2 separate regions of the Mus musculus genome follow, and region 1 is linked to region 2. Evidence: chromatin contacts called from public promoter capture Hi-C data. All regions are on one chromosome and are shown on one strand. The core of a region is the stretch at or near the end of the contact, and the rest is flanking DNA. Distances in the headings are between cores, read along the strand shown. Region 1 holds the start of Egfl7 (EGF-like domain 7). Region 2 holds the start of Ajm1 (apical junction component 1).

Region 1 (3,777 bases), core at 391-2,890, 1.0 Mb after region 2:
TAGTACAGCAGCTAGGACAGAGAGGGGCAGGCCCAGGTGACATGATACAGGGCTATCTCTAGGGCCTACCTGACTCCCACCAGTGGTGGGATACTCGGGCCCTTGTGGACAAGCCCCTTGGGCGGAAGCAGAGGTCAAGTAGAACAAGCCAATGGAGGGCTGAGGGTGTGGCTAGTTTGTATGATTGAAAGCAGAACAAGCCAATGGAGGGCTGAGGGTGTGGCTAGTTTGTATGACTGAAAGAGGAGGTGCCCCCCCCCCCCCAAATCAGGTATGCATTTAGAATAAGAAAACCTAAGAACTATCTTTAGACTGTCAGACCAACATTTGAATGCCATGAACCCCTTCAACCATCATGGCTCTATTGAACAGGAACTCTCTTGTCCCCCAGGACATACGGGGAAACTGAGCTCTGGAAGAGAAGTACAGTGTCTTAATTGGCTGGAGCACTCTTCCCAGTACAGCACACAGACTGAGCACTAGAGCAATCTCCATCCCAGGCCATGTTGGAGGGAGGGTGCCGAAGAGGTGAAGTTCACCAGGAAGCTCCCAGGCTGCCCCACCTCCGTCCTAGCCCAAGTTGTCCAGCTGAGTGAGGTGGGAGAGAGGCAGGGCACAGAAAGGAGGTGCCCAAGGCATCAACAGGCAGGCTGAGTCAATGTAAGGCTGACACTGCAAGCTCAGCCTCGGTGGAAAGCTTTGCTCTAGGTGCCTTCGCTTACAGAGGTCTGGGCATGTTCTTGGCAGCGGCCCAATTCTTGGCACTTTATCCCTCCCATCCCTTTCCATGGGGTCTGAGTGCCTGGCCTGAATCCTCCACTGTTGGGATCTTGGACCCTACGGTGTTACAGCGCCTCCCCACAGCCTGCTAGGGGGTAAGGGAGGGGAGGAGAGGTTAGGAGTACTCTTTGCTTCCAGGTCTTGGGATAGTCATCCCAGAGCATCCCAGTCAACTGAGCCTGCAGGCTTTCAGACCCATCTGCACACCTCGAGAGTCAGGGGCTCACTGGCAGCCTGGGCTGATGCCCTGGAAGAAACAGCCTGGGTTCTAGGAGAGTCTGAGCTGAGTTTGAGCTGGTGTTTTCCCCAGTCGTGGGCCTTTGTACCCACAGAATAAGCTATTCTCAGACCATCGGGCCTGTCTTGCCCACCCCAAGTTCCCTTCCAACCGCATGCCACCCTGGTTGCACGCAGCTCCAGTGGGGCAGGCTTTGCTTTCAGGTACCTGTGTTACACACATTTAGGGAAGGCCCAAGCTCCTGTGTCCCAAAGAAGCAGAAGGCTACTTCTGTCACCCACATGGATGTCTTGTGGCCCCCGCTGTCTCTGTGGAATGGGAAGGCCCTGGTCACGTTCTTTGTTTCATACTGTTACCACTTAGGTTGCTCCTGAACATAGGTGGGGTCTCTGACTGCTTCAGGGCTAGACCCTGGAGTCCCAGGGAATCAACAACCCCCTCCTCCACAGTTTGGTCAGCCCCCCTCCCTTAATGACCTCCTCAGCCCCTTGGCCTCCTGTTTGTTCGCTGACGGATCCCCGTTATCAGCAGAGAACACACACAGGAAGTCCGGCGGGAAGGGCCCATCCCAGTCCTGATTTACCCGGGATGGAGCATAAAAAGCCACCCTTCTTCACCCGGGAGGAGCCTCTGTGCACTGGCAGGCTGCTGTGCAGTCCACGAGGAAGGCTTCGGTCGACAGGACAGGCGTGCAGACTTCAGGAGGGACCCTGGGCAGCAGACATTCCCTGGAAGGGCAGGTTGCATTGCATGGTTGGCTCATGGAGGCAGCAGAGGTGGCCTCAGCCAGGCCTGGGCAGCATCAGGTATGCAGGATGGTACTGCATGTAGAAAGTGGGTGGTGGGGCCTTGAGAACTCAAACAGACAGCTGCAGCATCCATGAGCTGCTCTGCTGGAGGTGTGCTGTCCTCGCTGTCAGCCATCCCTATCTAGCAGAGGAGAGCTTAGGGCCTGGGGCCCAGCCCTTGGTCTGGGTGGCTGAGCCTGGGCTCCACACCTCACCCCTGGATGCCCAGCAGCACATAACCAACCCCTGAAAGAGAAGCTGAGAGAGGCTTGACACCCAACCCACCTCCTGGCCCCATTCTTTTCCTCTTTGGAGGATCTCCTGCATAGACATCAGAGCTCAGCCCAGCAGGACCCTCTGGTCAGGGCTATGGCCTCCATTCTGCTAAGACAGAGCTGGGGTCTCCTCATTAGTAGTGAGTGAATATTTCTGAGGAATGGAGGTGCCGGCCAGGAACCAGTCCCTAGAGTGGGACCCCTGAAGTCACATTTGTAACCTGGATGAGCCATGCACATCGAGGGGCATAGAACATGGAGCTAGGGTGAGCCTGTCTCTTGTGGGCTTTATGCTTAGGGACAACTTCATGGGGTGCAGTGGGGTCTATCTCGTCTTTGTGACACTTCTCCCTATTCTCCCTGTTCTCTGGCCTCAAACCACAGGGGAGCTTCTTGAGCCCCCCACCCCCACCCCCATGTCAGTAGCATCTCTGGGAAGTATACCTTCTCTAGACTGCCTAAGCAACGGCAGAGGGGGACCAGTAAAAAGCTACCTGAGTTGCCATCTGCCCAACAGACGGGAATGGCTGGCCAAAGGTTCAAGTGACCACAGCTCCAGGAACCAAAATGGGATAAGGGCAATCGGCTGTGCAGGGTGTTCTCAGACACAGCTCTTTTTTTTTTTTTTTTTTTTTTTTTTTTGAGACAGGGTTTCTCTGTATAGCCCTGGTTGTCCTGGAACTCACTCTGTAGACTAGGCTGGCCTCGAACTCAGAAATTCGCCTGCCTCTGCCTCCCAAGTGCTGGGATTAAAGGTGTGCACCACCATGCCCGGCTGGACACAGCTCTTAAGTGATAGATGCCCTGCCAGGAGCCCCTGGAGCCCCAGTTACAACAATGGCCACAGGTCCAATTGCCAGGAGGCTCTCTAGGGCAGGGTGGTAGCCATTGCTCAGGAACCCTTCCCTTCAGTGTCTATGCATAAACAAGGTGGACCAGAGCCCAGAGCTGTGAGGTCTCTCCTGTTAGTGTACAGGCTCTTTACACAGTGCTCAGCTTCATGAGGGGAGGGGGCATTGGTTCTATTCAGCAGGGTTCCTACCTATCTTTACGGAACTCAGAGATGCAGGCAGCGGTCACATTTGACAGATGGTGGGAAGGTGGGGGAATCAAGAGTATAACTAGTTAGGGTACCCTGTAGTTTCTGTTGTCAGGGGCTGTTTCTGCAAGCAGATCCTGAAGGCCAAATCAAACTGGGACGTGATGGGGTATGGGGGGGGGGTCTGGACATGAGAGAGGAAAGCAAGGCCCCAGTTCATGTTCCACATCTGACCCGCAGCCCCCGGCAGCAGCAAGACGCTGGCTGTTCCACCTGCCCACAAGAACAGCCACCACCAGTACCCAGGGGATGACTAGCGGCCGGACCACAGGTGAGTCCCCAGTAAACCTTCTGGGCAGCAGCCAGGAGTCCTGCCTTGCAGGGAGCATGCACAGGAACGTGTAAACCAAGGCACGGCTAGGGTTGGAGAAATTAACAAGGCTTAGGCACCCAAAGAGCTGGGACAATTACAGAAGCAGCAGAAGTGGAGACTGGGAGAGAGAAAAGATGACCAATCCAGAAGTGGAGGGTTGTCAGCTCATATGACGCCAGGGAAAGTGGCCAAGGGTGTCAGCAGAGAGCCCATGTCTGCCAAGGAGGCTTGCGCTCACACCTAGATCTCATCTGTACTCAGCCCAGTGATCTCAGTCTAGTATT
Region 2 (3,984 bases), core at 971-3,470:
TGTCCGCCGGCAGCGCGCGTTGGAGCAGGTCATCAAGTCATCCTCGTCTGCGCTGGGCTCGGGGGAGGCGTCCGCTGCCTCCCCCGAGCCGGTGGGCTCTTCAGTGCTGCCAGCCGAGGCCGGGGGCGAGCGCGATGGCGCCAGCAGGGTGGCCCCTCCAGGGCCTGCAGCCCGTGAGTCCAGCAGGCGGCGTAGTTGGCGGCCTAAACCTTCGGCGGCAGGCTCCGGGGCCTGGGCTGGCGACCGTGAGTCGATGACCAGGTCAGTGATGAGCTCGTCCAGCTGCTCGAGGCTGCGCTGGCGGCTTGAAGCAGGACCCTCAGGGACCGTGGATACGGGCTGCCGTGGTCGGCCTCCAGGCAATTCCCAGCCCTTGGCAGTCGGGCGATCCACTGAGCGCAGGTCGTTGTCTGTGATGGTAATCTCTGGCGTGACGTACCAGTTGCGGCCCAGGCTCTCTCCCGCGCGGCCCTTCTCTGTCAGCGACGTCTCGGACAGCGACAGTGCTGCATAGCGTCTGGGTGAGGTGGACAAATTCACTACGACTGGTGGACGCCGACCTTCAGGGGATGAACCCCTCGTATCCCGAACCTCGCGTCCCAGGAGGTTCTCATAGCTGCGGCCGCGTCCTAGAGGATCTTCACGACGAGGACCAGGAGCTAGGATGTTGTCCCAGGATCGAGAGTAGTGGCGGCTATCGGTGGCCAGCCGGGGTGGGCTTGTGCCGGTGCCGCCGTGCCACGAGGCCAACAGTGGTCCAGGGGCGGGAGGCGGCATTACCTGAAGGGTGCGGTAAGGCCTCGGACCCCAGTCAGCCCAGGGTGGGCTGCTGCGCGGGTGCGGGTAAGTCCGAGCCAGTACATCGCGTTCTCGGTACCTCCCAAAGTCCTCGGTGTAGAAAGTGCGGGCTCCAGGGTGCGCCCGGGGCTCTTCTGGGACATACCGGGGAACGAAAGGCATACCGTAGGCTCGAGTTGTCTCCCCGTAGTAGGAGCGGGAGGGGGGCTCCTGGATCGGGAAGGTGCGTACTTCGCCAGCATAGTAGCTGCCCCCACGCCTTGGACTGGGTCTAGGGGGTTCTTCGGACAAGTAGGGCCTGGAACAGTAGCCATCAAAGGGAAGGCCGGGGCTTGTGGTAAAGCTGCCTGCGTAGCCCTCTGGCTCCTCGGTGTAGAAGAATTGGGTGGGACCTGGAGGCGTTGTGAAGGGTTGACTGCGGTGCTCCAAGTAGTCCCGGGGCCCAGGCAGTGGCCCGTCACAGTACAGAGTTCTGGGGTCAGTACAGTACAAGTCACTGGGGGTAGGAGTGCGTGACAGGGCCACGTGGCGAGGGCCGGGAACTGTGAGGCCATGGAACTGTGGAGCTGTGCGAGCCCAGGACGTCGTCTCTCTAGGTGCGCAAGATCGCGAGCTTCGGGCGGCGTGCTGCAGCACTGCCTCGTCCGGCTTGATGTCCAAACGGCAGCGGACATGGGGGACAGGTCCAGAGGGTGGTTCCGGTGGTGCGCAGCGGCCTGGGGTGGCGCATAGAGGCGCGATGCGTCCGGGGCCTCCCCGCTGTGGCTGGAGCTTGATGGGGTGCAGCTCATTAGCGAGAGCTCTCAGCGCAGGATACGAGGGCTCCCGGCGCGGCGACCCCTCCACCCGCACTGCACGCTGGGCTTCCCGACCTCTGCGTTGCAGTACGGGCGGCGAAGCTGGAGCAGTCGCCAGGCCTTGGGACGCACGGGGCGCGCTCTTGGAACGGGTGCGGCGCCGAGGCTCGCTGTCTCTGGGTCGGGCGCGCGGTGGCGCAGGTTCAGGAGGTGGCGGCTCTGGGTGTGTCTCCATGGTGGGCTCGTCCAGTGCCTCTAAGAAGTCAAAACTACGGCAGTGGCGCTTGTTGAAAGGCGTGGGCGCAGCAGGCCGGGCCACGGATCGCTCACATGGCTGGCGTTTGGACGTGAGCCCTGGGTCCACCACCTTGATGTCCTGGTACACGGTCGACACCAGCAAGTCCGGCGGGTCCGTGCGGGTCATCTTAAAAGACGTCCCCAGGCTGGCAGCTCCAGTCACACGGCCTTTCGGGGATTTTGCCCTGGGAGGAGATACCGGTCAGGGCAGCCTCCTCTGCACCCCAAGCCCTTTACCCCACCCCACCCCACGTGCTGGTCCGGCTTACCTGGGGCATAGGGGATGGTGCAGCCTTGGCTGCAGGTCATGGTCAAGGCTTCTGGTGCTGCCTCCATGCCTATGTTAGATGTACCTGCAGGAGAAAGCTCACAGTCCATGCGACCTGTGGGGTAGATGGGCCAGGAGAATTTAGGCTACTGTGGACCTTCTTTGTAGAGGGAACTCCTGAGTTAAACCTGCCAGGCATTCTCTCCCCCTACTAGGGTCGGTTGGGCAGGCTTAGGTAGATCAAAGCGGGACGTGATCTCAGCACTACTGCCCTCTGGTGCCTACAGTTGGAACGATGCACTTTTAGATTTCCTTACAGGTAGACCCTCTGATAATGCAGAGTCCCAGGTGAGTCAATGAATGGTTCCTGCCTGCCGACTAGGCTGGGCAGAGAACTCTTCTCCTAGCACTCAAGTCCTTTTTAACTAAGCGTAAGTCCCCTCAACTCGATGAGGTCCTAGGCAGAGGAATGATCCCAGAGTTTTCTTGGGTCTCAAATCCCTCTTCCTTTTGCATAAATCTTGGACCCCAGTTGCTTGAATGAAACCCACCAAGCTTGCTGGAACAGAGAAGGCTACAGCAAGACTCTCCTGCTTTGCAGAATTGCACATGGACCCTTCCCCCACCCCCAGTGTGTGCTAAAGCCAGGTTTAGGCTACAGAACCACGTGGGGCCATGTGAGCCACGAGTTCATGGTGTCCTTCCTCTAAGCTGAAAACTACCACTAGTGTACCAAGCCAGGAGGCTGCTAGCTAGGAGGAGGCAGAGGAGAGGGCGGGAAAGCCCCTCCCCAGGACAGAGTCCTTCCCACTCTGGCTTTGGAAAGCTCCATGGAAACGTGTGGTTGTTCATCCCTGGAGCTATGGGCTGAAAACGATCTAGGCTAATGTTCAGATGTGGGCCACCAGTGTCTGTGGTCTCCAGGGCCTGGAGCTGGCTAGAGAAAGAGGGTTTAAGAAGGCGATCACACACACACACACACACACACACACACACACCCTCCCCCCATAATGCACCTACTCCCAGGACATCTGCTCCAGAGGAAGTTGAGAGTGTGTTGGGGCCTGGCAGGACTTGTAAGTGGATGGGCCTTTCGGGTCTCTAGTCCAGGTGTACAAGGGGCTGTTAGAGGGGTGCTCTTTGGAGTCAGAGCTACTAAGTACCAAGGCTTGTTCCAAACCCAGGTTCATGCCGACCCTATTAAGACCCCTTTCATTCTAAACTCAGTGCCAGGTCAGAGTTTGGGTGAGATGACAGGGTCTGAGGCTCCGCCCCAGGAAGGTGACAGTCGGCTTTGCTGGCTGCAGCTGTCAGGAGCAGTGCACTGTGACACACGCTCCCTTTGGGATGGGGTTGGGGCTTGCTCTTGTATCCTAGGTATTTTGAAGGCCCTTCCCAAATAGCAGTCCTGCTTTGGCCCGTCCTGGAGCAGCCATCAGCAAGAACCTAGTCTGCGTTGCTTGGGGGCGGGGACTCCTCATCCTTCCGTGCAGCCCCCTCCCGTGCCAACAGCTCCACATGCTGGGCAGTTTGGCTTGGCCTCTTACCTGGTGATTACTCCACGAGCCGAGCCCGAGTAGTCTGCATAGCCCAGGTCGGTCCCAGTGTGTACCTGGCCCCGCTATAAATATATATATATATATACATACACCCGGTACCAGCAGAAGCTTGGAGGCAGCAGCTGTGATCCTGGCCTGGCGGCTCAGTACTGCCCCTAGTGGCTACCAATAGAATAGCACTTAAAGGGGCCGCGTTATAAGGTAGGTGTATACTGGGACCACAGACGACCTAGCTCTCATTTTAGGCGGTGTAGAGTGAAGGGTA

The links. Promoter capture Hi-C pulls out the DNA fragments that hold promoters and counts their contacts.
Region 1: a contact with region 2 is called in a promoter capture Hi-C map of embryonic stem cells, with 2.3 times the contacts expected there. The contact joins the promoter of Egfl7 here to the promoter of Ajm1 in region 2. A contact is called at or near these places in 5 of 39 promoter capture datasets (the C10 cell line, embryonic stem cells, hippocampal neurons and 2 more) and 1 of 9 other capture datasets (embryonic stem cells).

The regions. Positions count from the first base shown.
Region 1 is chr2:26,582,225-26,586,001 of GRCm38.p6, forward strand. Egfl7 (EGF-like domain 7) reads left to right here and starts at 1,641. Exons shown (of 10, transcript NM_198724.3): 1 at 1,641-1,824; 2 at 3,361-3,451.
Region 2 is chr2:25,577,879-25,581,862 of GRCm38.p6, forward strand. Ajm1 (apical junction component 1) reads right to left here and starts at 2,221. Exons shown (of 1, transcript NM_001005424.2): 1 at 1-2,221. The coding sequence starts at 2,019.